Linked DNA regions of Mus musculus: regions 1, 2 and 3 are each linked to region 4. Evidence: chromatin contacts called from public HiChIP or PLAC-seq and promoter capture Hi-C data. All regions are on one chromosome and are shown on one strand. The core of a region is the stretch at or near the end of the contact, and the rest is flanking DNA. Distances in the headings are between cores, read along the strand shown. Region 1 holds the start of Ctsc (cathepsin C). Region 2 overlaps Grm5 (glutamate receptor, metabotropic 5). Region 3 holds the start of Rab38 (RAB38, member RAS oncogene family). Region 4 holds the start of Grm5 (glutamate receptor, metabotropic 5).

Evidence for each region. Promoter capture Hi-C pulls out the DNA fragments that hold promoters and counts their contacts. HiChIP or PLAC-seq counts read pairs in DNA pulled down with a chosen protein or histone mark.
Region 1: a promoter capture Hi-C map of hippocampal neurons shows a contact between it and region 4, with 8 times the contacts expected there. The contact joins the promoter of Ctsc here to the promoter of Grm5 in region 4. A contact is called at or near these places in 2 of 39 promoter capture datasets (hippocampal neurons and neural stem cells) and 2 of 115 datasets of contacts at active chromatin or transcription factors (astrocytes and large pre-B cells).
Region 2: an H3K4me3 HiChIP or PLAC-seq map of forebrain shows a contact between it and region 4, with 5 times the contacts expected there. The contact joins the enhancer-like site here to the promoter of Grm5 in region 4. A contact is called at or near these places in 6 of 484 Hi-C or Micro-C datasets (brain, cerebral cortex, cortical neurons and 1 more) and 2 of 115 datasets of contacts at active chromatin or transcription factors (forebrain and neural progenitor cells).
Region 3: a contact with region 4 is called in a promoter capture Hi-C map of hippocampal neurons, with 6 times the contacts expected there. The contact joins the promoter of Rab38 here to the promoter of Grm5 in region 4. A contact is called at or near these places in 2 of 39 promoter capture datasets (hippocampal neurons and pre-B cells) and 1 of 115 datasets of contacts at active chromatin or transcription factors (embryonic forebrain).

The regions. Positions count from the first base shown.
Region 1 is chr7:88,272,095-88,279,499 of GRCm38.p6, reverse strand. It overlaps Ctsc (cathepsin C), which reads right to left and starts at 1,415. Exons shown (of 7, transcript NM_009982.5): 1 at 1,126-1,415. The coding sequence starts at 1,297.
Region 2 is chr7:88,127,122-88,133,865 of GRCm38.p6, reverse strand. It overlaps Grm5 (glutamate receptor, metabotropic 5), which reads right to left. Exons shown (of 11, transcript NM_001143834.1): 11 at 1-3,885. The coding sequence ends at 2,997. Among named protein-coding and RNA genes, the nearest start is that of Gm24249, 43 kb to the right of the region's middle. Within about 2 kb of position 3,200, at least 71 of the 459 cell types and tissues checked have an H3K27ac peak or open chromatin away from gene starts, as enhancers often do. A contact at or near this core is called in brain, cerebral cortex, cortical neurons and 1 more, where this site is marked.
Region 3 is chr7:88,424,743-88,431,658 of GRCm38.p6, reverse strand. It overlaps Rab38 (RAB38, member RAS oncogene family), which reads right to left and starts at 1,386. Exons shown (of 3, transcript NM_028238.7): 1 at 1,056-1,386. The coding sequence starts at 1,257.
Region 4 is chr7:87,578,890-87,586,143 of GRCm38.p6, reverse strand. Grm5 (glutamate receptor, metabotropic 5) reads right to left here and starts at 1,976. Exons shown (of 11, transcript NM_001143834.1): 1 at 1,604-1,976.

The sequences.
Region 1 (7,405 bases), core at 166-2,665, 690 kb before region 4:
TGTTTCCCTGATCTGTGATCTTGCCTCCCCTGCCAAAAGCAGTTTCCAAATAAACCTGAGATATAGATAGATAGATAGATAGATAGATAGATAGACAGACAGATAGGTAGATAGGTCCCTGATCTGGCTTGAATTAGCTCATTTTACCGTGAAGGAATAACTTATCAGAGACTTCATATGATAAGGCGATGCAAACCTTTTCTCTCCCTTCTGCCTCATCTCCATGCTCAAATTTAGAAAAGAAACAATTGTAGACACCACCCAGGATTAAGCTAAACCCAGTCACCTGGAATTTAGTAAATGACTCCTTGTTGGAGGCAGGGGAGGTGGGATATATGACAGCATTTATTCTACTCACAAGAAAACTACAGTTCAGAGTTGAGTTTCTCTGTGCAACTCTGACTGGGGAGACCATAAGTGTCACTCTTCTTATCTGTACTACTGTTTTCCTATATCCGAGGCACGTGGAATGCCCCAGTCTTCATTTACTACATACTCACTGAGAGCCAAGTGTTAGGCATTGCGTTTGCTTCCGTCATATCCAAACACTACTGTAAAATGTGACAAAAGAGACAGGAAAAAGCTTTTGTATATCTCTCGAAATTCCTTAAACAAGGCGTCCAGAAATGTCAAGGAAAGTAGCAGATAAAACAGGCCCAGTTTGAAGTGGTCTCTTCCCACTACCTCACAGGGAAAGAAGGAGCGCCCCCATTAGAAAGAAAAAGAAAAAAAAAAGAAAAAAAAAAAAAAAGAAAAAAAAAAAAAGGCTAACTCCTAGAGTCTGAGCTCAGCAGTCAAGACTCTGAATTTTAAAAACAAGAACCTGTCAGACCTGAGTGAAGGGTCAAGAAAGCAGTTCTCCACTCGCTTCTAAGAAATCAAAGCAAATAAAACAAGTAAAAAACCAGGGGCGCGTTTCCTTGAACATGAGTTGTGAGATAATCAGGAAAATAAGTGTAAAGTTAGAAGTTCTCAGCAGCTCAAATTCAACTTAGCGGCCCTGGCTCTGATCCCCCAAGGGGCCGTTCGTCAGCTCTTAACTCTCCAGTCACCCAGAAACGCCGGCCCCAAGGCAAGGACTCAGGGACAGAAAAGGACAACTCGGGACCCTGGGAAGCCGCTTACCCATCACCGAGCAGTTAATGTCGCTTCGGGAACTTCTAGGGCCCACCTGGAACACCCAGGTGCCCAGCAGATCAGGGTAGGTGCAGTTGGCAGGAGTGTCGGAGCGCACGGTGCAGACTCCCAAAAGCACCAGCAGCAGGACGGCGCGCAAGGAGTGGGTCCAGGGACCCATGCTGACGGCGCCCGCGGAGCAGATGGCAGAGAAAGCAAGTTCAACTGGAACACCACTCGATGGCAGTCAGGCGACCCTAGTGGCTCCCGCCTTAAAATACCCAAGAGCCCGGAAACCCAGGGTCCGCGGGGCGGGGTTACAGGGTGGTGAGAACAGAATGAGGTGGGGGAGGAGCGGCGAGGCTGTGAGGACGGGGGCGTGGAGTGACTGAGATGTAGGGAGGGACAGGGTGTGACTAGGTGAGGCAGCACGAGGTGGCCTGAGGAAGTTAGTTAGTGACAGTGTAGGGTGGGGACAGGCACCACTAGGAGGAAGAAGGAAAGTGGCCTTTGGGGACCTCTGCCTTTCAAGGAACGCCAAAGCTGAGAACTCTGTAGCGGTGTTTTGTAATGCCAGTGTGATTAAAATAGAATCTACCCTGTGCAATACAGGGTTGACAAGAGTCTTAAAGTCTACTGAGGCTAATTCTCTTTCTCTTGTTTTTGGTGCACTTTCCTGCATTTCTGACTCCGTGGAAAAACTTTACTAGCTAACCTAAGATAGTCTTGAGAATTTCTGTTCCATTTACCAAATCTAGCTTTTTATCTTCAGGGTTTTCTTTGGTTTCCGGTCTGCCTGTTTACCCGAAGATTTCAATTGTAGTGAACCTTTACAGGTTGGGTGAATCTGTTTTGTTTTCCCTCCCTGGAACTTTATTAGGATTAAGTTGAATGGGGTGGGGGTTGCGGGTGACTGGGGTGATCACATTGTGATCACATTGCTCAAGCCCTTCTGTTTTCAGAATGAAAGCAAGAATTAGAGAAAGAGGAAGTAGCTTGCTCAGGATGAAGTGGTCTTCTGAGCTCCTGTGTCAGGCTTTCCCAAGGGCGAGCTGAAGGGAGCATAGTTGAACCTTGCCTCCTCTGTCAGTCTTCTTGCCTGCAATTGTTAAGTAGTAATCTTTAGCGAAGCATCCTGCTCTTGTGAGAGCTGTTTTGAGTTGCCTGGCTGTTGTTGGCTGGGATCATGATCATTCTGAGCTAATCTGAGAATACAGAGATGAACCAGGCAGACTTGATGAGCCTCTTTGACCTAGTAGGCTTGTGCACTTTGTTTCTTTTTAAACCCCATCCCACAGATCACAGATATTTATGTGCAGACTTTTTTTTTTTTTTTTCCACTGAGTACATGCAGTCCGAGGAAGCAATGTGGTTGAAGAACAAACCACTTCTGTCTCTGAATTCTGCTTTAAAAACACTCAGGCTTCTAAGCCTGAAGGCACACTTTGATAGGGGTCCTTCTTGATAACTAAGGGGCTAGAGTGTTCTTTCATATGAAACTAGGCTACAAGAGCTAAATGGGGAGGAGCTGACACCTTCTAGATCTCAAAAGCCTTTATAGGATTAAGAATTGACATTGTATAATTAAGCTAGCATTTTCTTTTAAAGGCCCCATTACAGATAGCATCACTTTCCTAAATTTCTACAGTTTGTCGTTGTTGAAACATTTTACTAAATGATCCATATCTTAGAGCTAAACGTGGGATCTGGGAATTCCTTTGATGGACATAATCAAAGTAGAACACTTACTTGTTAAAAAGAAATTAAAGCAGCCTTTCTAAAGTCAATGGCAAAGATTGTGGGTCACTTTGGATTAATGAATGCATCCTGATATTAGGAAATGGAGATTTAGAGAGTTGAATCACTTGTCAAATGTCATTGCCAGTTAGGGAGAATCAGCAAGAAACATGTGCAAGTTGCACGCCCCAAAGTTTAGTATATGTTGAGTGATATAAGATAATATGAGTTTCTAAGCAATACACACTTGTCCTTGGGCCTCCGAGATGGTACTGTATAGTGTGGCTCAGGAAGTGTAATTCCAGTGCCAGTTTATAAACTAAGTTATGCAAGTTTCTGAGTTTTACCTTATACCTCTGCCAAACCAGAGAATGTTGAAGTAAATTCCAGCATTTCTTTTCAGCAGTGTATTTTTTAACAGTCTTTTAGATGATACAAAATCAATTTGAAGTTTAGGGAGCATCTTCAGGAACTTTCTCAGACTTGAAGTCTGGCTGTGGCACAATCTGTAGATCTGTTACTGTCTTTTGCCTTTCTTCTTCTTCTTCTTCTTCTTCTTCTTCTTCTTCTTCTTCTTCTTCTTCTTCTTCTTCTTCTTCTTCTTCTTCTTCTCCTTCTCCTTCTCCTTCTCCTTCTCCTTCTCCTTCTCCTTCTTCTCCTCCTCCTTCTTCTTCTTCTCTTCCTCCTCCTTCTTCTCCTTCTTCTCCTTCTCCTCCTCCCCCTCCTTCTTCTTCTTCTTTTATTTCTCCTCTTCTTCTTCCTCTTCTTTCTCCTCCTTCCCCCTTTTTCTTTAATTTATAAGGTGTATGTAATTATATCTCAGCTGGTTTTACAGTGACTAAGTGAGTCAATAACAGATAACTTCAGGTATCACACACATTTGCCACTGTGTATATTTATGGTTTTAGAACCATTTTTCTTCTCTCTTAAGCTTTTTTTTCATTGCACTTATATATTGATTTTGTATATGTAGGAGATACACATAGTATGGAGTAAATTCCAGCCTTCTACCGAATGAGTCCCAGGTTCAAACTTACATATTTAGGCTTGGTGGCAAGGACTTTTACCCAGTGAGGTATCTACTAAGACTGTCACTATATACCTTAGTTAGGGTTTTACTGCTATGAACAGACACCATGACCAAGGCAACTTTTATAAGAACAACATTTAATTGGGGATGGCTTACAGGTTCAGAGGTTTAGTCCATTATCACCAAGGTGGGACCATGGCAGCATCCAGGCAAGTATGGGGCAGGAGAAGCTGAGAGTTCTACATCTTCATCCGAAGGCTGCTATCAGAATATTAACCCCCAGACAGCTAAGATGAGGGTCTAAAAGCCCACACACGGTAACACACCTACTCCAACAAGGCCACATCTTCTAATAGTGCCACTCCCTCGGTTGAGCATATACAAACCATCACACTGTATAAATATCTATTGGACATCTTTCCCCTGTCATTAGATCTCTAAACCCTAGTTTCCAAAATAATTCCTAACATACAACTAATTCGCCACATATTTGTTAAAAGAATGAATGATATAATGATATTTGGCATCATGATTCCACAGTCTGCCTTGTGAATAAATGTGAAAAGCACCATACTTGAATTCACATCAAAATAAAAGAACTTAGAGGCAGAGAGAACATGGGACATATCAACTCTGCATGTGGGATTTGTTGTTACAAATAGTTCTGGCATTGATGATAAGAATAATAATTGCTTTTTAGTCAGTGTATTAAATTTTATTAAGGCAATATACCATCCTATTTAATAAATAGCACCAAGGCAATAAACACAAGCCTTCCTATATAATAGGTATGGTATAATTCTACTCAGTAGCTATTTTGAAATTCGATCTTATTCTTAGTAAATCTGAGGCTTAAACAACTTTCTTGAGATTAATGTCTAGAAAAGTAAAAGTGAGAAGGGAATATGTATAGACAGAATCAAGACAAGGCAGCAAAGAAGGTACGGCTTAGAATTGGGGATGAGAGGTGCACATAAGGAGAAGTTGGAGGTAATCAGAGTCAGTCCAGCAAGGAATTTGGGTTCCAGGACAGCCCATACAGAAGTGCGACTTGGGCAGAAATGGTCAATTTCTGACGTGGGAGCTGTACTTTCAGTGACGGGCCTGAATAAGAATCTAAGATGGATTCTGGAGTCTTGAAGTGAGCACAACCACAGTAGGTACTTGTAAAAAGAAATGGACTGACTGTGTGTGGCCACTGTGCAGGTCATGCTGGGGAGACCGGTTCAAAATTATCCTCAACAAGATAAAAAGAGACAACAGTTTGTTAGAGTGTTATAATGCCCTGTCTGGGTTTGGTACTTTGTTTCTATCCTTATTGCTACACACCTCTTCAAAACTCCTCATCCTGCTGCATTTGTGTGTTTCCTTCTAATGATAATGATTGACTTTTCTTCCACACATCGTGCTTTTCCACCATAGGACTGTATTAATTTTGTAAGTCAAGATTTATCACAAAGTTCAGCCAATATCTTTCCATTCATTTCCTCCATGAAATGGATGAAAGAAAGGAAGGCAGAAGGAGAAAGTTATGAACCTGATCTGAACCTGCAGTTAGTGAAGGCTATCTTTGTAATGCTGCCTGGTCCATTAATTGTATTGTTGCATTATTTCCCAAACTCTTCTCATAGCTCAGGGTGCCTTTGCTTCCCCCAGCCCCTTCTTTCTTTTGATAAGATCTCACTATGTAGTCTTGGGTGGCCTCGAACTCATACTCACTATGTAAACCAGGATGACCTGCTACTCATAGACATCTGCCTGCCTCTGCTTCCCAAGATCTAGAATCAAAGGAGTGCTGCCATGTTCAGTTTCATGAAAACTCCAAGATAATGCTCATTCTACTATGATTGGCAATTGTTTTTGCTCTTGTTGCTGTTTTTAAGAAAATAACTATTTATTTAACAATAACGGCAATAACATGAAATAGAACTAGACAAACCCCAAGCATCAACTCTGAGAATGTCTTTGGTAGAGGCCAGAAGAGACTTCTGGTTTTTGTGTCTTCATCTTCACAGTGAGCACTTATGCCTAAAGGCTGCACTTAATTACATGACTACGTGACTGCTGACTGAAACTTACAAAAAGCCCCTGTACACCTGGTTGTGCCAATGGGCCTGACCAGTTAAACTCCCTTCTCATGTCTCACTTCTGTTTCTGTCATAAGCCCTTTAAGCCTCAGTAAACTAGCAGTTCCATGGTACTCTATGTCCTAGGAACCACACTTCTCCATCTCCGTTTTCTTCTCTCCTACCTATAAATCTCTAACAAACTTCTCTCTAAACCCCATCCCCTATGGTCCATGAAGTTTGTTCTTCAGATTATTGAAAGAAGAACCTGAAAAAACACTGGCTCAGGGCAGTATTGGAGTTTCCAGACACCTAGACACACCTGCCCCACCATTCCCTACAGCTAAGCCCCACCCAAGTGCTGAGAGAAGCTCTGTAGTTTTCAAATCTTTGCAGTATCCTCCTATCAATAACAGTAAAATGAAGGTGCTAGATGACATACTTTTTTCAAAGCCAGTAGTGTGTCTCTTCACAGTAGTGATGTATCCTGAGATGAGCGCCGTCGAGTTGTTGGCAAACATCATGGAGTATAATCATAAAAGCCTTGTTTACCTAGCCAGATATTTTCAATCTTCCTAGCACTTTGACTTTTTAAAATTCCTCATGTTGTGGTGACCCCCCAACCATAAAGTTATTTTTGCTATTGTTTTGCATTTTATTACTATTATGAATTATAATGCAGATATATGATATGCGGGATACATAATGTGTAGCCTTTATGAAAAGGTCATTGAACCCCAAAAGGTTCATGACCCACAGGCTAAAAACCTCTGATCTAGACCAATGACTCTGTATGGTATTTTGCTACAATGAAAAACCATGGTAGATTCAAATTTGACAAAGCTGTTACACTATTAACATGATTGATATACTATACTATGTTACAGTAATCCTCCCTTTTTAAAGAAGAACTGTCTTGGAATGCAGTGTGTTGACTATAGTATCCCAGAACTAGAATGCCATTACTTGAGAGGCTGAGACTAAAAGATCAAGAGATCATAGCTACTCTGAGTTACAACTCAGACTTCATCTTAAAAACCAAAAAAGAGAGTTGTTTACTATCACTGTTAAATAGCATCACCATGTGGTTCATAATCTTGTTTTTATATGACCAGCAGCAGTGTTGATTTCATGTAACTCCCATAAACACATGAATAACGTACTGTGAAAATAGCTTAGCTATAATAACTTTCTACCTGACATCCTGTGAAGGAAGCTATCTCAAAATTGTGTGTCCTTGCTCAGAAGACAGCAGAGATGCTGAAGCAGCAAGTGGTTATAAGACCACAGCATGTATCTAAGAATGGAAGATCACAGAAAGTACACTCCCTGTTAGTTCTGGATTGATAGCCTCATTTTTTACTATGAAGTATGGGAATACTCTAGTTTTATTCAAATAATGTACAAGAAATATATGATTATCCTTGAATTTGATGGAATCCTGAGCATAAGACAT
Region 2 (6,744 bases), core at 1,951-4,450, 550 kb before region 4:
CAGACTGACTTGATTCTTCAACAGGAAGGTGAGCAGACCTTTGAGTTGATAAACTTAATCAAACCAGGTCTTTTCTTCCTTCCCAGAATCAAATTCTCCTTTTAGACCATTTTACTGGTCTTTAAAATTCTCACTCTTCTTTTTAGTTATGCATATTCCAACTGTTTATCACTGGGTATCAGGAACAGATTGTTATCAAGGAAACTCAGTAAGAATAGGTACCCAAATAAATCGGGAAGTTTGTATCCTAGCCCTAAATTAAATGTTCAGTTCTCTTTATATTATAGTTATTACTTGGAACCTGGTATTAGAACTGGCAAAGAGAGAGTTAGCATCATTCCAAATTAAAAGATTCCAAATATGTATTACTGGTATGTGCACTATACAATATAGTCAATGGGATTGAAAATGTTATGATAACATACAGGAAAAATAATTTTATTCCTCTAATTGAATACATTTTTATTATGGTTGACTATGATATCACAAGGGAAATACAGATGGGAATTGCATTAAACTTGAATTTCTAGTGGAATTCCTCATCAGGTGGTAATTTTTTAACAAAAATATGGAAATCATAGCAAAAGGATTTGTTTGTGAGAACTGTCAAAGAAATAAAATGCACATGAAAAGAAAACAGAAAACCAAGGTCAATAAAACTAAATTTATAATTAGGAAAGCAGAGCATATCCAGAAAGATATTAATTTTTAAGAAATCAGACACTAACCCCAGGCAAATGCCACCTTTTTGGTGGATACCAAGGGACATTGACATTTCAGAATGTTTACTTGGGTTTTCAGGTAGAGGCAGGCATTTTCTTTTAATGAAGCTATGCAAGTTAGCTAGATTTCTTTTCTGTTTCAAGAATCTTATTACTATTTGGGATTATATTGCTCTCAATGTTATTTTCGTATCTTATTTAGGAAGCTTGATTCACTTTAAGATAATATGTTTGTGAGTTGTTGTTAGCTTTTAATGTGCTAATGTGGAAGATTTGATTTAAAATGTCAAATAAGGACAGGTATCAGAAAAGCAATGTCAATAGTTATTATAACCTTAAATATTTAAAACTGGAGAATGACAGATTATGCCAAAGTATAAACTTACTCTTTCAATTTGTTTAAATCAGATGGTAAACAAACAAGCAAAAACCAAGCAAACAAACAAAAAATAAACCCAAACATCTATAAAAAAAACCATGTAAAACAACAATAAAAAAGAGAGAATGATATCAAGGATATTGAAATAAGAATTTTAAAGTTCTATTTAAATTTCTCTCTGCCAAAAATATACTTCTGTTTCATGGCAAATCTTTCTCATAAGGCTATCTTTAATATAAGGCTGGGCCAACTGAACTTTAAATTTATAGAATACCTCCTTCTTTTATTACTATCTTTATTTAAAAATCAAAAACATTTGGTACCTGAGGATAGCTGCAATGTGACTAATAAAAAGATGACCATAGATTCAGGTCTTGAGTTACAGTTTCTACCTATATGAGCCCACCAAATCCTGTATGTTATTGTAACTCTTTTCTGCAGTATTTAAAAAGTGACAGTATGAAGTGCACAAAACCACACTAATTACTATTTTAAAAAGTAAAGGAATAGTAATTGCTTTGCCTTTTTTTTTTCTGGAATGGCTGAGAAAGATAGTGGTTGATATTAAGGTTCCTCTGCTTTAGTACTCTGTATTGCTTTGAAAAAAAAATCTACATTTGTCATAGTTCATAGCTGCCCCATGTAAGCAGCCAAGAAAAGATAAAATCACTACTTATGGGCATAGCAAAAACACCTGCTATGCTGACTTTCCTGTATTGAGATTCTGTTACTCTTATTAATTTCCACATCAGTCCCTCCAATTGTAATATCTTCATCAGGTCAATGGACCACTCTTCCATAGGTGGGACTGGGGGCAAAACAGCCACCAACAACAGAGGATCTCTTTGTATATCAGGTTCTCAAATAAAGAAACAAGGAAGCTCATTGCGTATCTTACTATTTGAGCTTGCAACACTAACGGAAGGGTATTTATAAGGAGGAGTGCCTGTGTATCATGAAAGAGAGCCAGGCTATAGCTCACAAATTATTATTACAAAGAGAATTTCCAGCTACACAATGCACCCCAGTGAGGGAATTAAAAAACAGTGTTCCAGAAAATATTTTTTGTTTTTTGTTTTGTTTTTTTGTTTGTTTTTGTTTTTGTTTTTTGCTACTCCAGTATTGATTGGCAACATGGTGAAAGAGTCCAGAAATCTTGCACTGGTTTTCTTGGTTAATGGAATCCAGGATGCAGGCTTTTGGAAGAGTATCTCACAGCCTGTTTGGAAAGTCTCTGCTAGAAACTCTTTGTTCATTAACACAACACTCACTACCCGTTTGTGTTACTCAGGAGACTCACAAGCTCAGTAAATACTGGGCCGGCCCTAGTTACTACTAGCTTCTCAAGGTCTACTGAATGGAGGGACCAGGGAAGGAAAGAAAAAAGAAAAAAGGAAAAAAAAAACAAAACAGAAAGGTTGACTTTTTGGTCCCAGATTTTTTTGAGTTAGTTAGAAAATGTACATTCAATGTTTGGTGAATCAAAGACTCTTCTGGGAAAATGAAGTAAACAAACAAGACTGTCCACAGTTGCTTATTAACTCCACTTTTTACTGTTCGGGATGTTGCTTCACACTGTTGCTGCCTCGGAGCAAAGCACTTGGTATTGTAACTGCTTAATCCACTCCTGGTCAGCACTCCAAAAAAATAGAAGCAGTGTTTCTTAAAAGCCCATGTTTTCTAAGGCCACTAGAAGATAATCTGCCAGAAGATGTGTAGTTGGTGTTGTCATCGGCTGTCATGAATTAGCACTATTGATCTCATGTCTCCACCGTGTGTGCCCTTGGCATTTTTCACCTCAGGTTCTCTGTTGGGGTGACTATGGGTGTCACTGCGCCCATCTGTGAACACCGAGGTCTGCTGTTCAGGCCTATCCCAGGGATGTTTCCAGTGGCTCACAACGATGAAGAACTCTGCGTGTAATCTCTGATGATGAGAGTGTCATATTTGGGAGAGGATGGGATGCAGAGGGCCGATTCGGAGACTGGAGAGTTTGGGGTGGTGCTCCCCGAGTCCACCGAGTCCCTGAAGGGCGATGGTGGAGTGAGGGCCACCAGCTCCTCCAGATCCGGTTTTCCTGGGGCGGCTTCAGCTCCTGCGGGCGTCTCTTGGGCAGGTGATGGCCCTGTCGCCGGCTGAGCTCCTCCGGTCACCTCGATGGCCGGCAGAGGCTGGATCTCTGCGAAGGTCGTCATGGTCGTGGGCAGCTGGATCTCTTTGGGGATCAGGTAGGAAGAGCAGATAGGGGTACCAGGGGGCCCCGGCGCAGCCGCGGTGGACAACATCATGGAGTTGAGCTCGGTGATGTTGGCGGTGAAGCGCGTCACCACGCTGCTAATCTGCTCCATGAGCGAGCCCTGGGATGAGCTGCTGCGTGCAGCGGTCTCCGAGTGCAGCGACGGCGCGTCGTCGTCTGTGCGGCCCGCCGAGCCTGCCAGGTGGCTCAGCGTACTGATGGGCGATGGCGAGCGCGGCCTGGCAGCCGCTGGGAAGCGCTCCTCTGCCTCTGCGACATCATAAAGCGCCTTGGGGCCGGCGTCTGGTGGCTCTGGGCCGCCTGTCGCTGTGCATCCTGCGCTACCAGCACCAGCTGCACCGGGGCCAGAGCCACCACCTGCCCCTGCACCCTGCCCGCGGCTCTCTGTGCTCTTGGGGAAGGGTTTGATGACTGCTGTCTGGTTGGGGTTCTCCTTCTTGTTGATATGGACAGACAGTCGCTGCCACAGGTGCTGCCCCCGGGTGCTCTTCTCATTCTGGGCCCAAGTCACGGATTTTCCATTGGAGCTGTGGAGAGAAAAGAGTGGAGAGGTGACTCAGCATGTGCCTTAGCAGCCTTCCATGTAGCTTCCCCAATGGTGGGAGGTGATGGGGATTTGAGCAGGAAGGTCATTCTGTAGTCCTGGAAGGAATGACCCATCAGGAAAGAGGGATCATTTGTGCTATTACAGCAAGGGGATCAAGTATTCGGACATAGGGCTGCTTGTCAGTATTCTGCAGGCATTTAGACCTCACCATGAGCACAGATATGCTTTGTGCTGCAAATGCAAATGTGGAGGTTGGTACCATCACGATGTGTATAGAAAAGCATGGCACAGAGCCACAGGCTTCTTAGGTTTAGCAGCCTCCAGATGGGAACATTAATTAAACCAAGACCTCAACTCACCAGCAGTTATAAGAGGGAGGAAGAGGTGGAAGAATCGAGATTACCAGGTAGTGGGCAGTAGCTCCAACTCAGCTTTTATTCTGCAGGTGGGCATATGTACTTAGGGATTGATTGCTGTGTGAACTCCTGATTTTGAAACATGGTTTTATTTAGTCTGACTTATCTGCTGGAAAATATGAATTTAATGAACACATACACACACATCTCTAATTAATTAAAAATTTCTACACCACAGGAGTTCTTATAACTTTGATTTTTAGGCTGCAACTTGAATAATAATTCCACCAGAGAAATTGTTGTGTATGGCCTTGAATGCCTAGTACAGCAATCTAAAATTTGGGTCTTGATAAGTGTTGCCTTGGTGACAGAAGTTCTGAAGGCCTTCTTCATGCTTTCTTTTCCCAGGCAGCCCCTGTGCTCTGAAGGCTACGCTAATGAGGATGTACATTATGGTTCAACTTCAGAATCTGCATCCTTCTTCATGCCAAAATGGCTGTTACATAGCCATCAGAACATAGATGCTCCTGTCAGACACATTATGGTGGTCAGAGGATAATACATGTCTTTCAGGGATAGCTCATAGAGGGATCTTTTTTGAAGATAAATTGAAGATGAGAGGGTGCCTGCTACCTCTGGTCCAGCCAGTATTGTTCTACCCAGTATAAACAAGACATTAAAGAATGAAAACTTCTCTCTCAAGCAGTGGTTATTAAACGTAGTTTGAGTAAACTGAAGTTAACTGTTTATAAGATTCATTCAAGGAATGTATCCCACGTGCCACATGGGCCCTCGGGAGATTCCAGTATTCTGGATTGGGGCTGAAAGTGTCAATGTATTTTTAATAAGAAAATTATTTTTGTCCTTTCCCCTTAAAGTGACTCTGCAGCATGTGTTTCACAATCTGAGAACTTCTGGTGAGAAGTAGTTCTTGGTTTTTGGTTTCATTTACTCCACTGGAGTGCTTGTTGGAGGGCACAGCTGAGTGTCAGGCAGAGGCCTAAATCCACCCATTCTGAGGTTTCCTGCTTGCTAAGAAACTTTCCTGACAACAGACCATCCTTTCCACAGCTTCCTTACCAGTACTCTTCTTGGCTCTTTCTCATTCTGCTTAATGCTACTCTATCATGCCTTTGCACTTTACAGCTTTCCTTTCTCTGCTCCCTCCTGTGACCTTGAGTTCGGTGTAATCATATCAGCATCTTGCAACCTAGTATTCTCCAGAATTCAGAGTGTGAAGTGACCCCCCCCTCCCCCACAATACAACACTTGTCTGGGAGAATGGATGAGTCATTTCCAAATTTGCAGATAGCTGTACATCTGTAGATAGTAGCAGAAGGGTAGTACCTGATGTTCTCTCTCCTTCTAACAGTTTCAGCACTGATGTTCCCATGTTGCATTAACCTCTCTAGGAGTTTATAATGCATTACACTTCTCTTCCAAGTGTCCACTAACGTCTGCAGCCCAGCGCAGCGCAGCGCAGCGCAGCACAGCACAGCACAGATTTGTCCAGGTTATTTATGGGATTTGATTGAGAGGATAGTTGCCAACTAGTTCCACTTTCTGTTACCAGCAGCCTAAGAAACAGGCATCTGGCAAGGGCTAATTAGACTTTCAGGTCACTGCACCCCTTTCAATACAGAGCATGGGTGAGAAACCAGACCATAACTGGACCAGCTCTTACAAGTTTTACCCCAAGGATGCTTTCTAGTAGGAAAGTTTTGCAAACATCTGCTTTTTAAAGTATCTCTGACATTTTCTTTCTTTCTTCTGTCTCTGTCCCTCTCTCCCTCTTCTTACCCCCTTCTCTTTGCCTGTCCTCCAATGTATTGTGACAGATATAACTTCTATGTAAACACTGGGTCTTCTATTTCATACATAGTTGTGCAGTGAGATAATGCATAAATGTTTTCATAAATGTGTAAGGAAAACATCCTAAGTAGAAAGAGAAAGAAAGAGCGGGAGAAGGATAAGGGGAAGGGAGGGACACACACTCACATACACAGAGAGAGAGAGGCAGACAGACAGAGACAGAGACATACATACACACACACACACACGCACACACACGCACACACGCACACACGCACACACGCACACACACACACACACACACACACACACACACACACAGAGAGAGAGAGAGAGAGAGAGAGAGAGAGAGAGAGAGAGAGAGAGAGAGATTAACAAGGCACTATGACTAGATATAGATGACACCAGAGAAATGGAGTCCAATTATGAGCACTTCTTTTCCCTCTGGAACATGAACAAATTACTGTCCCTAGTAAAAGATGAGAAAAATCATACTCACATCGCTATTTCTTTGTAGAATACAGTTTCCACGAAGACAATGACTTTAACTATTCTGTTCTATGAAGGATAATCTAAATAAGCAATTAAGGCTGAATATGAATCTTCAGCTATCAGGTTCAATATTTGGTGTCAGGTAAGAGATCTTAAAACCTGTAGTTTAATTCTGGATC
Region 3 (6,916 bases), core at 137-2,636, 850 kb before region 4:
CACTAACTATAGCCTGCCTCAGTCTTTATTGTGGCTAGGAGCTGGTAGAAGCTGTTAGTCAAACTCTGATTTCATACTTTAGATTTCTCAAAAAATACACCAAGATCAAATCAAGGAATCTTAAAGCAAACGACATTAACATCACCATAACCCCGACCCTTGCCTCTAGGGAGGCAGAGGCAAGTGGGTCTCTATGAGGTCAAGGTCAGCTTGATATAGGTTAGCAGAGTTACATGACGGGACCCTGTCTCCGTTTTGTTTTTGTTTTTGTGGTTTTTTTTTTAATGTTTTCCTAAAAAACATACACAGTCTCCTGTTTGAAATGGAAAGTGAAGAAGAGATAGCCAAGGATGGAGGGAGACGGAAGAGAGATGGGGAAGAGGGGAGTGGAGTGAGAAGAGATAGTTCGTTCTAGATGTATACAAATTTAGCATCTCAAATTTTTCTGACTGAAGAGGCCAATAAGCAAGGAGATGATAGTAGTGAGATTTGAAAGAAACTAAATTCCTAAGATAATCCTGCTCCTTCTTAAATTTCCTAGGGGCTTCCCCTCTAAACACGAAGGATGAAAGCCACGTGAGATACTCTGGGCCAAGTCGCGGCTACCTGTGTCCAGAAAAGGACTAGAATGAAACAAGAATGCGACTACAATCTCCTTGTGAGTCCAGGCGACAGCCTTCTCTGCACCCAAGAATCCCAGGAGAAAGTGGTTCGCTTTCTCACAGCCAGTGAGAGCCAGCGAAGTTATCTAGAAGTTACAGGTAGAGTGGGGACGACTCCAACAGAAACAACAGCAAAAGAAAAAAAAAAAAAAAAAAAAGGAAAGAAAGAAAAGAAAACACTTCCATTTCTTTGAAATCAGGTTTCCAAGCCATTAAGCCAAACTTTCCAAGAGTGGAGCGCCCAGGCGATCCGGATCTCCTGCTTGATTGCACTCAAGGGTCCCGGGACTGGAACCGACTGAAAAGTCATTTTCCACTCCCCGAACCTTCACCCCCGAACTCCTCACTGGCTCACTCCACCCTCACCCGTTGCGCGCTGCTCTGATCGCTCACCAGCAATGTCCCAGAGCTGCAAGCGCACCACCGTCTCTGGGTCCCAGTGGAGCACCTTCAGCGCGAAGTCCACACCAATGGTGGCCCGGTAGTGCGAGGAGAAGTTTTGGTGCACATAGCGCTTGATAATGCTGGTCTTGCCCACACCCAGGTCGCCGATCACCAGCAGCTTGTACAGGTGCTCCTTGTGAGGTGTCTGCATCCTGGAGGCCCGCGGGTCTTGCGGAGCCTGGAGCTTGCTCTGGGAAGCACAGCCGGGGCTGGGCACCGACGGAGACCGGAGCTCTATGTGGGCGCTTAGGCTAGGCGTGCTGGCGCAGGATAGGGAGCTGGTGCGGAACTCCTCCCCCGGGTTTAATCCTCCTTCCTACTCTGCGGACTCCAGAGTGGGAGGAGACAAGAGCAACTCCTGGGACTGGAAGCTAAAGGACCCGGGACCCCAGTGCTACTGCCTGTCAAGCTGGTATTTGCACAGTGCTTTACTCCTTTCACAGAGATTTTTCTCTCGCCTCCCGTCCATGACACAAACTTATGTGGATTTTGTTTTCCACGTTCTGCCGGGGAGAGAACTGAGTGTCGAAAAATACCCAGGTCTTCTGAGGCTATTAAGCCCTGTTGCCACCCACACAGTGTTGTAAAGTTGGGGAGACCTTGAGAAACAGCAAAGCAGTAGACTTAGGTCTTCTCTGGCCCTTAGAGTTGAAAGAATTTAGGCAAACCCTTTAATCTCCTTTTGCCTGGGCTTCTATAAAGTGGTAATGCTATCTCTTAGCGCCTATTCAACTGTTAATGACCTAAAGTAGAGGCCACCTGAGAGGAAATGCTAAGGGCTTACTTTTCTTTCAGCCTCCACTCCTATCCTAAATTCTCCAAGCTGAACAACACACAAGTGGTCTTATCATTGTAAGTAGCGGCAGATGTTTATAAATCTTCTCATACACACCATTTAGTCATCCTGGAAGTCTTAAAAGTATCATTATTTTTCCTTTTACAAGTGAGGAGTCCCACTTTAGAAATGTAAAGAAAACGCCTATTTCAAATCCAGGTCTTCTTCGGTTTCAACGCCTTCTTTCTTTCTTTCTTCCTTTCTTTCTTTCTTTCTTTCTTTCTTTTTCTTTTTCTTTTTCTTTTTTTTTTTTGGGGGGGGGAGGGAAGCCATGGTTTTATTTTTATTATTGATTGATTGATTGATTGTGGTTTTTTTTTTATTAGGTATTTTCCTCGTTTACATTTCCACTGCTATCCCAAAAGTCCCCCATACCCCCCCCCCCAATCCCCTACCCACCCACTCCCGCTTTTTGGCCCTGGCGTTCCCCTGTACTGGGGCATATAAAGTTTGCAAGTCCAAAGGGCCTCTCTTTCCAGTGATGGCTGACTAGGCCATCTTTTGATACATATGCAGCTAGAGACAAGAGCTCCAGGGTTCTGGTTAGTTCATATTGTTGTTCCACATATAGGGTTTCAGTTCTCTTTAGCTCCTTGGGTACTTTCTCTAGCTCCTCCATTGGGGGCCGTGTGACCCATCCAATAGCTGACTGTGAACATCCACTTCTGCGTTTGCTAGGCCCCTGCATAGTTTCACAAGAGACAGCCATATCTGGGTCCTTATAGCAAAATCTTGCTAGTGTATGCAATGGTGTCAGCGTTTGGAAGTTGATTATGGGATGGATCCCTGGATATGGCAATCACTAGATGGTCCATCCTTTCGTCACAGCTCCAAATTTTGTCTCTGTAACTCCTTCCATGGGTGTTTTGTTCCCATTTCTAGGAAGGGGCAAAGTGTCCACACTTTGGTCTTCGTTCTTCTTGAGTTTCATGCGTTTAGCAAATTGTATCTTATATCTTGTGTATCCTAAGTTTCTGGGCTAATATCCACTTATCAGTGAGTACATATTGTACTAGTTCCTTTGTGATTGGGTTACCTCACTCAGGATGATGCCCTCCAGGTCCATCCATTTGCCTAGGAATTTCATAAATTCATTCTTTTTAATAGCTGAGTAGTAGTCCATTGTGTAAATGTACCACATTTTGTGTATCCATTCCTCTGTTGAGGGGCATCTTATTCATTCACTTAACCATTTGTTCATAGGTATCTGCCCTTTGCAGATACCCGTGTGCTTGTGGGAATAAACAAATAATCAGAGAGCCACGGCTAGATAAATGCACCTGTAAAGTAGGAAAGGGAATATGGAAAGCCTATGTGTGGTTAAGTGTTTATTTAGGGGAGGGGGCAGAGAAAGACTCACTGGGCAGGTGAGTATTCCCTGAGGAACTTAAGGCTGTGAGGGAAGAAGGACCAGGTCTTTGGGATCAGTATTCTACCTTTATCTGGGGTGCTCAGAGAAGAAATAACACTCGGTCCATGCAGTGTTATTTCATCATTGTATCCCTTTATGAAGTGAGGTATTCTGTGTAATTATGAAGGAAGAAAGCAAGATTGAAAACTGTGATTCCAAGATTCCATGTAGTGAGATGATATAAGAGATGAGATTTAAACTGTATAAAAGAGTGAGCAAAAAGTCTGTGATGGCCAAAGTCTTTCTCCTCTGCTCCTCTGAAATTACATACCTTCACTTTCAGCCTCTACCAGCATCTAATAAGCAGAAGAATTCTTTCCTGGGTGGTCACACATGTATAACACCTTGAATTTTAGTTTCCAGAACAAAAAGAAAGTAATAATGTGTGTGTGTGTGTGTGTGTGTGTGTGTGTGTGTATTAGATTTAACTAAATGACAGTTCTTAATGGGAAATGACAAGCAAGTTTAAAACTTCATCAAAATAGCTGTTTCTTCTTGTGGGATAATTCAGAAGCTTTGCTCAAAATGGAACACTAAGGGGGATGTATAGAACCGCTGAACCACTATCTTCTGATTTTGTTGAAGTGCTTAGTATCAGGCAAGTGTCATCCACATACGCACTGGGCAGATTATATCTAACAGAAAAGAGAAACATTCTGTCTGCTCACAGTTGTGACGAATTCAGTATCTTCATTTTCCAGGAAGAGCCCTCAGGAACTAGAAGCACTTACACCTTTTTAGCATCAACAAAATCAGACCCTTCTTCAGATCCAAATCCACACTCCTATAAATAAGAAAAAACCTTGTGGCCAAAAAGCTGATGGAAGAAACCAGCAGATAGGGAGAATTTGAGATCCAGAGTGGCCCATCCCTCACTACTATAGGTTTCACAACATTTTTGCAGGCCCCAGCCTGTTTCCCAAGCCTTATACCACCTATATCATCTTGACTTTAATTTGGTCTCTCCTCTTATTGGGACATCAGACATCCAAATATATGGCACGATAAGACTCAGGGTTTCTGGGGTTAATGTTTATAAAATGGGGGGAGGGGTTCTTTAAGCAAGATAACACAAAATTAAAACTTAAAATGTAGGTCTAGAGCCACATAAGGAGCCCTAACATGTCTGTCTTGTGACCTCTCTGAAGCAGTAGATGACCCTCTTAGGGACAGTACCTGATCAGAGTTAGCAGGCCCTCTGACTAGGCTGGAATTATGTACAATTTGTTTCCAGAGATATTCATTGCAGTCTTATGATAATTCCTCACAGTGGGAAGAAGTTACTGTGAGCTTCTTTTTTAAACCCTTTAGACTTAAGAAGCATAGTAAGCAATGATTAGCAGCCCAGTGAGACCTAACTAGGTCCCTGAACTTGTAATGGAACCTTCTCAGTATCCATCCATATTTGCATCAGGGAAACCGGTTTTTCCCAATGGCTGTACAAACATCTCTGGCACTGTTTTCAGGCTCTCCCTATGCTCCTATTACCAAATCACAAGACACCCTTTCCCCAGCAACAGAAAGGCAGATGACACAAGTCATAAAGGTGTGAACCTGCAAAGTTCTCCCAGTTCAAGGCCTTCACAATATCCCAGAAAGCACATGAGGCAGTTATCCCTGTCTCCATTCACTTGCTTTCCAGGGTGGAGACAAAAGCTTTCATTTATTAAGTGGAGAAACTAATTAAAATGATTGGAAATTGCTTTGCAAATATAAACTTGAAAGGCCAATTCCTTTCGCTTCTCTCTGGGGTTGCCAAATTAGATGAGCCTCTGAAAAGTTACTTTATTTGCTTTTGCCATTAAAAGAACCACAGGGAGTTAGTGGTTAGCTTCTGTGAGCTCTTAATTATTGCATCAAAGAAATACTTAAAGAACTGCAAGACAGAGTCAGTCCCAAAGGCTTTGTTGCAGGAAAGGTAAGCTAATTTTTCTTAGAGTAATATAAGGAAGATATCATCAAGAAGATGGGCTAAAGGTTAAAAAAAAAAATGGGCTTTTTGCCCCCCCCCCCACAAAAAGAAAGAAAAAAGAAAAACCTTTGAAGAAATGACCATAGAATTTATTATCCAAAACTGGGCCTCTTGAGAACAGAAAGGGACATTACTAATAATCACACCAAATATAAGGAATGAGCCAAAGCTCTCTTCAAGCCTATTCCTTCCTGGGGCAAAAACAGAGTTAGAGATCTCAAATGACACCTGCATTTAACAGTGACATCTGAAATTTTCCTAAAGCACAATTTCCACAAATAAAGCTGCCAAGTTAAGGCTGCAGCAGGGCTTTGCTCTGTTATCTTCAGAGAGTTCCCCCTTTTGTCCTCTAGGCTCATCTGAAACCTGTTCCTCTCAAACCTGCTCCCACTTGTAATGGGCGTTGGTTACATCCAGTATTGATTCAGGAATGCGGCAGTCATCTACAAGTACACATTAACATTTAGATTATTTGGAAAGAGGCCCAGGTGGATTTAGTGTGGAAAGTTCTTGAAATGAACACATGTCGGTTGGTAAGAATTCTGATGTTGCAATATTTTTCCTCCAAAAGTTTGTTTAAAAAAAAAAAAAAAAAAAACACAGCACTTATCAGCAGAAACTAAGTGCAGGTGAAGCTTGGAACTCTCCATTAGTCTACACCAGGAAAACCTGATTCAGCCCTGAACCATTTGGCCATAGGTTAATTGAAAGATAGAATTATGTTCGTAACTGCTTTTTATTAAGGTTGCATCAGACAGATGTGCCAGACTTGGAGCTCCTGTTTCTTCTAATCTGCCCAACATAGATGAGGAGACACGAGCAATGGAATAGCTGAAGAGCAAGGATATGTGAAGCACAGTCATCAAAACATTCCAAATGTTTCCAAATGTAGTCAAATTTAATGTTCCTTATGATATATGTATTCTATATTTAGCTGAATTTATTGAAATCTCATAATTATGCTATAGCAAGTACCTTCTTTTTATTTGGGCAAAATAGGCATTAAGTAGTTTACACAATCACCCCACAATCACAGAAATAAAAGAAAAGAACTTGAATTTCATTTAATAGCTGCAACATTTGTTTCTTTTGGTATGTACTGCACTCCTTGATATCTGACTTATAGATCAAAATTTCTTCTCCAGATATTTTTGTGCTGTACTATCACATATTTAGGCTATACAGGAAACTAAAAGGTTGTTCTATTTTTAGGACACAAAGTCTTATCACTTAATGGTAAAAGTATAAATTCTACAATCATTCAATAAATAGAAATAACATTTTTATTTGAGTAGTGATCCAATCACACATACACACACAGACAGAGACAGAGAGAGAGAGAGAGAGAGAGAGAGAGAGAGAGAGAGTCACATCATGTGCCAAGGTATCTTTTTCTGTTGATCCAAGAGAAAGCAGTAATACTATGATACTGAGGGTGTCCAGGGTTGAGTGAGTCCCCAGCCTGTGAAAGTTATGATGTAAGAACTCATGCAGTATAGCCAGAGGATGAAATTATGACAGAAAATTATTGACATACTATTAAAAGTATTTATATGCAAAACACTGCAATAGATAGTTTTATGGATCTCACA
Region 4 (7,254 bases), core at 727-3,226:
TGGGCTATAGACATGCATGCTCTAAGAGAAATATCGCTTTTCTCTTCCCTCCCTAAGCCTTCTACTCATATTACAGAACATTCCTGTCTCATTCCAAAATCCTCATTTGCCACACAGTGACAAACCTTGAAACTAGGATGTGATTTTCTTTACCATAATCAAGCCCAGGTAACTTCTCAAAGCTTAAGTTAAATAAAAGCAAACAAACAAACCCCAAAACTTCACAACCTATCACCAAAATATGTTTTTCAAATGCTACTTCGCTAGACAATAAAATAAACAAACAAGCAAATAAGCAAAATGTAACTTTAAGTTTTGTGCATTTGAAATTTTCCAAACAACTGTCAAAACTCCATAATCTTTGCATGGGCCTGAATGTTTGGCTGGACTCAACCTTTCCCATAGACCTTTCATAGAACCAGCATGCATTATCCAATGGCACTGTGAACGTTACAGCTGTTAAAATACTTGGAGAGAGAACATCTTTACAATCTATTTGCCTGTATTTCCGGATATCTCCCTTCCCTCTTTCCCTGTACAATTCTTCAAGCTTATACAAACACACACTATTTTGTGAGACTTCAGTGTCCTAAAATGCAGTATGCTTTCCACTTTCCTGATGGAGAGAATAAGTGTACAATGCTTGGTAGTCTTGTTCAAGGTCACATATTTTCCTAGACAATGGCCTAAGGGCTTCTCAGGGTGTGACTGAATGAACATTGGTACCAAATCTGACAGACCCAACTCTCCTTGCTATACTACCACACATAGCTCATGGAGTCTGTTCAACTCCCCTCTCTTTCCTCTTGATCTCCATGTTCTTCATTATCATCCTTTATGAAAGTTCTGTCAGAAAATTTAAGGTTAAAAAAAATCTTCCTTTCACTGCTAGAAATATATAATCTTAGCTTTAAGGGTCCAGACGTGCTGATACATCTCATAAATGGGTTAATGATTCCAGAGAATCTCTTGGTCCTGGTGTTATAGTCATTCAAATGTCATTTTAGAATTGTAATACAGTATTTAAAACCATCCATAATCTTCTTCCCTGTCTCATTTTTGGGGTGCAGCATCAGCAAGTGTGCTTACTACAGCCCAAACATCTAATATCCTCAGAGATCTAAAATTCTCCTCCCTCGCTAAGTGCATGCTTTATCATTGCACATGTACCAGCATGAGACAGAAGGGGGGGGGGCTTTATTGGTTTTATTTATTTTTTTCTGCCACTGATTATTTTAGCTATTTTCTGTGGAAACAACCCCACTGAAATCCTTCAGTTAGGTGAATGAAAACAAAAAGATATTCAAAAACCTCCCATTTAGCCATACCACATTAGCCCAGGCTCCTGACTCTAAATTCATGTCTAATTTATAGAGCACATGTCCTTGCGGGGTGACTTTCTTAAACTTGCAGGACCTTCTAGTATCCCTGGCTTCACCTGTCGTCCACCTGCCCACCACCTGCCCTTCTGGGTCCCTTTAGTCCAAGCACCCGCCCCTTGCTCGCTCACTCTCCATCCCTGCACTGGGGGAGGGGCTCCGGCGGCATCCTACATCCCTGGTAACTCCACAGCTGAGAGAAAGAAAAACAGCGCTATGCTTACCAGGTGCGCTCCCTGAGCCTTGCTCCTCTGGACAGCCGCTCCTTTCAAGCTCCCTGCGCTTTCGTAGCGGCCTTGGCTGCTGCAGAAGCGCTAGTGGCTGCGATCTAAGCTGTAGTGGCAGCCAGCAGAACGGCTGCGGGCCCGCGGTGGTGGCGCTCGCTCTCTCGCGCCAGCGCCTGGAGCACGTGCTGCGCCCGGGCAGACGCAGCTGGAAGCGCAACGCTGGGTTGGCTCCTACTCTTGCAGAGTGCAATTGGGGGCGGCTGGCTAGCCTTGGATCAGTGAGTGAACACTGCTCCTAGAGCCTCTTGGTCTCAGGGTTCAGGCCAGGGCAGTCTTGGACTTCCTCACTACCTCATTCCCACCCAGAGATGGAGAAGCAGGAGCTGTGCTGGGAGGCGTGGGTGGCATGTCACTCAGAGAGAAGCTGGAGAGCAGGTAGATAATCAGCTTCTCTCTGAAGATAGTACGAAACTCCTGACAGTTATTGGGAGAAGGGGTATTATTGCTGGAAGACAGAGAGAGGAGTAGGAAGAAACAGAGAGACAAACACAAGACTGAGAGACACAGAGAGAAGAGAGAGAGAGTGACACAGACTGTACTTACACACACACACACACACACACACAGAGAGAGAGAGAGAGAGAGAGAGAGAGAGAGAGAGAGAGAGAGAGAGAATGAGATTCAGAGAACTGCAAGTACGGTTCAGAAGCCCGAGTGATTAGAAAGACCAATGTATTTAATGGTCTTGAGTCATTAATAATGTCATTTTGCATTTGTCTGCACTTCTTAAAAATGTTTCTTCCTACATCCATTAAAAGTCTTTCCCTGTGGGACTTAAATGTTTTACTTCTTCCAATTGCTTGGCATCCTTTTCTTTGATACCCCTAGTACTGTCTATGGACATCAAAAATGCTAAGGTTACCTTCACATTATATCTGAAAGAAAAAGAATAAAAGGGATCCCTATAAATTACTTGCATGGCTTAATTTAAACAAAAGAATAATTGGGTAATATTATTATTGCCTGAGCAAATTAAAGGAGCCAGGTACTTTCAGTAGCTGAATTAATGATTAAAACATGCACAACACTGAAGTCAAGGACACCAGTTATTAATAACTACTAATGTTTGTCAGTGGGTCCTTGACAACAAGGTAGTGTTTCTTTGATTACTTCGGTGATATAATAGTAAGGAACGGAAGAAGGGAAGTATCCATTTAAAACACTATGTCAAGCATTAAAAGACATTTGCCCATATGTGTGTATTATAGCCCATTTACAGCAACACATTAGAACCAGACTCCAGGTCCACCAACAGATGAATGGGCAACGATGTTATATATACATATAAAACTTTTATTCAGCTGGAAAGAAAACTGAAATTATGAAGTTTACAGGGAAAAAAATGATCAGCCTCAAGTGTATAGCATTAAGTTAGGTGGTCTAAACCCAGGAAGACAAAGCCAGTGTGGTCTTTCTCATGTGCAGATCCTAGCTTGTAATGTGTGCATGTGAAAATATCTGTAAATGTGGACTGATCTTTAAAATACAATCAGCATCACCCCCACAAAATTACTAGAAAGGAAACCAAAAGAAGGGAAAAGGGGTACTAAAGGAAGAAGAGATCAAAGGGCACATTTGCTATGAAAATGAAGAAAGGGGGTAGAGTATCAGAGGGAGTGGGAAGTAAGCAAAAAAGAAGAGGGTGGGAATCTGCTAAAACACACTTTGTTTGAAAACTGATTAATGATGTCTAATACCTTGTGTTATTTTAAAAGTTAAAAAGTAGATCTTCTTAAAGGTATTCATTTTCATTTTTCCATGTCTAAAGACATTTTTAGATACTTGAAGTACAATATGTGAATTTATTCTCCTCTCTTTTTCTAGAGTTTAAAATGTCCGTTTGTCCAACATGAAATTTTCTGTACTAGGTTGATTCCAGTTTTGATTTAGGTCCTTTTGTGAAAAAATGACTGAAGAACTTAGAGAATCTTTGTTTCCTCAAAGGAAGTGGCTCATAAAGGGCATATATGGCCATATTGTCCATGTTTAGTCCAACTTAAAACAGAATTTGTAGATTACATGCAAAGTACCTAAATAATATTAATAGATATGAGATGTTTCCAAATACCTGCACATATTTCATTCTCTCCTCTCACCAAGGCTAATGAAGAAGATGCTATCCCAAAGCATCAGAAAGACAAAGCTGCCCGTAAGTCTCACATGTGGCTTAGCGAGCTTTATTCACTTCCTGTTCTATAAAAGTTGACATGCAAATGGAACTTTAGGCTTATCAATAGCAGTATGTTCAGAGAAGAGAAACATCATTAGATGTTCTTAAATTGCTCATTGATATTTAAAACGGTAGCTTTGTCTCACCCTTTGCACTGTCCTGTTTTTTTCTAATGACTGTTGTTTATAAGTGGTCACTAGGGTAACACTTTGCTCTCCTGCAATTGTTAGTAAAAATCTTACTTCCTGGAGTTTAATCTTGTTGGCTGTGTTCAAAATCTCAGTGCCTCAGTGTCCTTAACTCAACGATTTTCCCCTTTGTCATTGTTGACTTAGTCTAAAATAAAGTCTAATTCAATAATAGTTATGATCATTTTTTGTTGTCCATCTTTCTTATTAAAATGAAATATTTTAAGGAAATATTTTACATAACACATTGCAAGTAAAGTTCTAGCAAATAGTGGACAGTCAATTGTTATTTTAAATATTTAAATTAATACTAAAAAGAATGATGCCTTCTATGTGTCATTTATTGTTCAAATTGTGAATGCTGGTAATAAACCCCATAAATATTTGAAAAAAGTCTGGGGAATAATTGTGTGATAGTCTCTATCCCAGCTTAGACACAACTGCCTGTGGTATCACGTTTCTCAGTTGCCAAAGAAGCTATGATAGTGCTAAACATTTTTAAAAACTATTGTTATTGTCACAATGAATAATAAACAAGTGACTTTTCAATCAACATACAGACTTAATTCTTGTTAGTTTTATAATTTGGCATCTTCATAGAAGATTGTACAGCAGAACTAGAGAGATTTTCATAATAAGTCATTTACCAAAGAATTTCAATGCAAAATCCAGGCATAGCATGGGATTTTAACACAAAGTGTTTCTAAGTCCAGTCACTTATTGCTCATCTGACAAGAAAAACAGTGCATGGCTTTCTAAATTTCTGATTTTATTCCAAATACAGAGTAAATGAGATGGAGTATTAATATTTCAGTACATGGCGATCACTGCAAGTTTAGTCTGTGTTTTCTCTAATAAAGCCCTGTCCTAGCAAAACTCTTGACACACAACAAATACAGAGAGATACTTCTCATTGCATGGTTCTTGGTCAGTCTTAACATCTCTTATGCCAATAGATTCTGAAAGCCCGGGTGCAGGAGTGTATATCAATGCAGTTACTCTCTGCACTCCCTTCTACACATACACACACACACACACACACACACACACACACACACATGCATGTACTCGCACGCACACGCGTGAGTGCAAAGCATGTACTAGACTATCCTCCTGAATACAATCAACTAGACTGACTTCTGAAAACTGAATCTCGAGTTCTTCAGTGTAGGTCTTTGACAAATTCTTGAAACCTTAAATTCTAACCATTGTCTATAAACAAACAAAAAATGTGAAAGAGAATTTCTAAAACTCTATTTTGGAGACTATATATGAGTACACTTTACAATCCAGAAGTTTTTCATTCTCAGTAAATTGACATCTTCCCCTCATCTTCCTCCATAATTTGACTCTATCATTCCAATACAACACTTCATGAATACACAGATTTGAAAAATGCTGTTATTTTATTGAGATCATAAAGTAACAAAAGATAATTCCTTTTGAATTGTGTTTTTATATGTAACAGAAATTTCTTGTTTTGTTTCTCTGATAGCACATGTGTTGAAGGTGCTGCTATTGTTAAAAATAATAGAGAAGAAAACATTGTACAGCTCCTCAAAGCAGCAGGCACATAGTATTTGGTGATGGCAATGGTAAGAAACGAGTGTAGACATTGGCGTGGCTAAGATACTAGACATGAGATTCTCTTCTTCAATCATTTGAGAATCAGAAAGTCAAACAACAAATGCTTTTACTGAACTTATAGATATATACCTAACTGCTTATTTTCTATATAACTCTTGTTTTGTAAATATAAGTAGGTCTTCAAAATAAATGAGAACTATAAACACTGTTCAGTTAACTAGTTGGAGTATTTAAGAAGTAATCTATTTTACATTTATTGTCCTCATCTTAGATCTCAATGTACTATAGTATTTTCTTATTGTTAAGGAACATTCTCAGAATGAAACAACCTGAGGATATTTTCCTCAAAATTCTCTTATTTGTCCAAAAATGTCACTAGAATTTATTTCTTCCCATAGAAAATGATAAACAGTTTAAAGATGGGGTATAAATAAAATGTATTAAAGGTGGGAGAAGGGGTGAGAGAAAGGAAGGGGAGGGAGGAGAAAAAGAGGCAAGGGAAAGGAGGAAAGAAATAAAGGAGGGAGGGAGAAGGAAAGAGAATCAGTGTCAGATGCAAAGACAGAGGGAAAAAAATGGGAAACCATCACAGCATAGAATTTTGTCAAAATTATTAACCTTAGCTGTGTAATCAAAAAGAAATTTAATCATTTAATTTTAGGAATGCAAGGGCTAAACTAACACCTATGTCAATATTTAAATGTAAGACTCAAATTCTCAGCTCAAGACCTCCCTTCTGATCTCTTGGTGTTTTATGGACTCATGTCTGGTTTCCATAGTGACTGTTTTCATGAGTCTATTAAGTAATATAAAAACTGAAATTTTTCTCATCACTTATTTTCAAAATCTTGGAATTAGAATCTTACCCCCATTTCTACACCATGCCAAAGAATATTGCCTGCAACTGCAATACATTTAAATTTGATGACAAATACATATTTTGCAATACAGGAGTAGAAAAAGAGAAATGATAAAATTTTAGTACAAATTCAGTATTTATAATATTTGAATAGAACTGGAGATAGGTAAGTAATTATATAGAAGAGTATAATAACCTTGTCTTGATTCCTTTGGTGAAATAGGTAACTCTATATTTTTTGTTGTTGTTGTTCCATGGAGTCTGAGATACGTGGACCAAAAGAAGACTTAGTAAGAAACAGAATGTGTTGGAAACAGAAGCTGTGCTACGCCAGGATTAACTTGATAAACTTTAATTGATTCTAATTTTTACTCAAAACCTTCCAAGCTTAGCTCCCCTTCATCAAATAATAGAAGAAATATAATCATGAATGTTCTCTAGAAAACTTAATGTATTTTATGTTTTTAATTTTTGTGTAAATATTGAACCCTTAATTTTTTTCAGATCTATCATTACTCCTCCAAACTTTAACCTACTTCTATTGTTTGATCATTTTGTGCATCACATATTAGAAATACCTAGTTTCATTTGGAACCAGTTAAGTATGTGCATAACAGGAGGCACTGAGAATCATCTTCATATAATTTTTTAATGTCTCTCTCGCTTGTGCTGTGATTCTTTTTACCCTGAAATACATCTTAGACATATATGCTTTGAAGTTATGCAATTTTCTGTAATCACAGGTTTTCATGTTCTGATGACTGGATATTGTTTCCATCAGAAG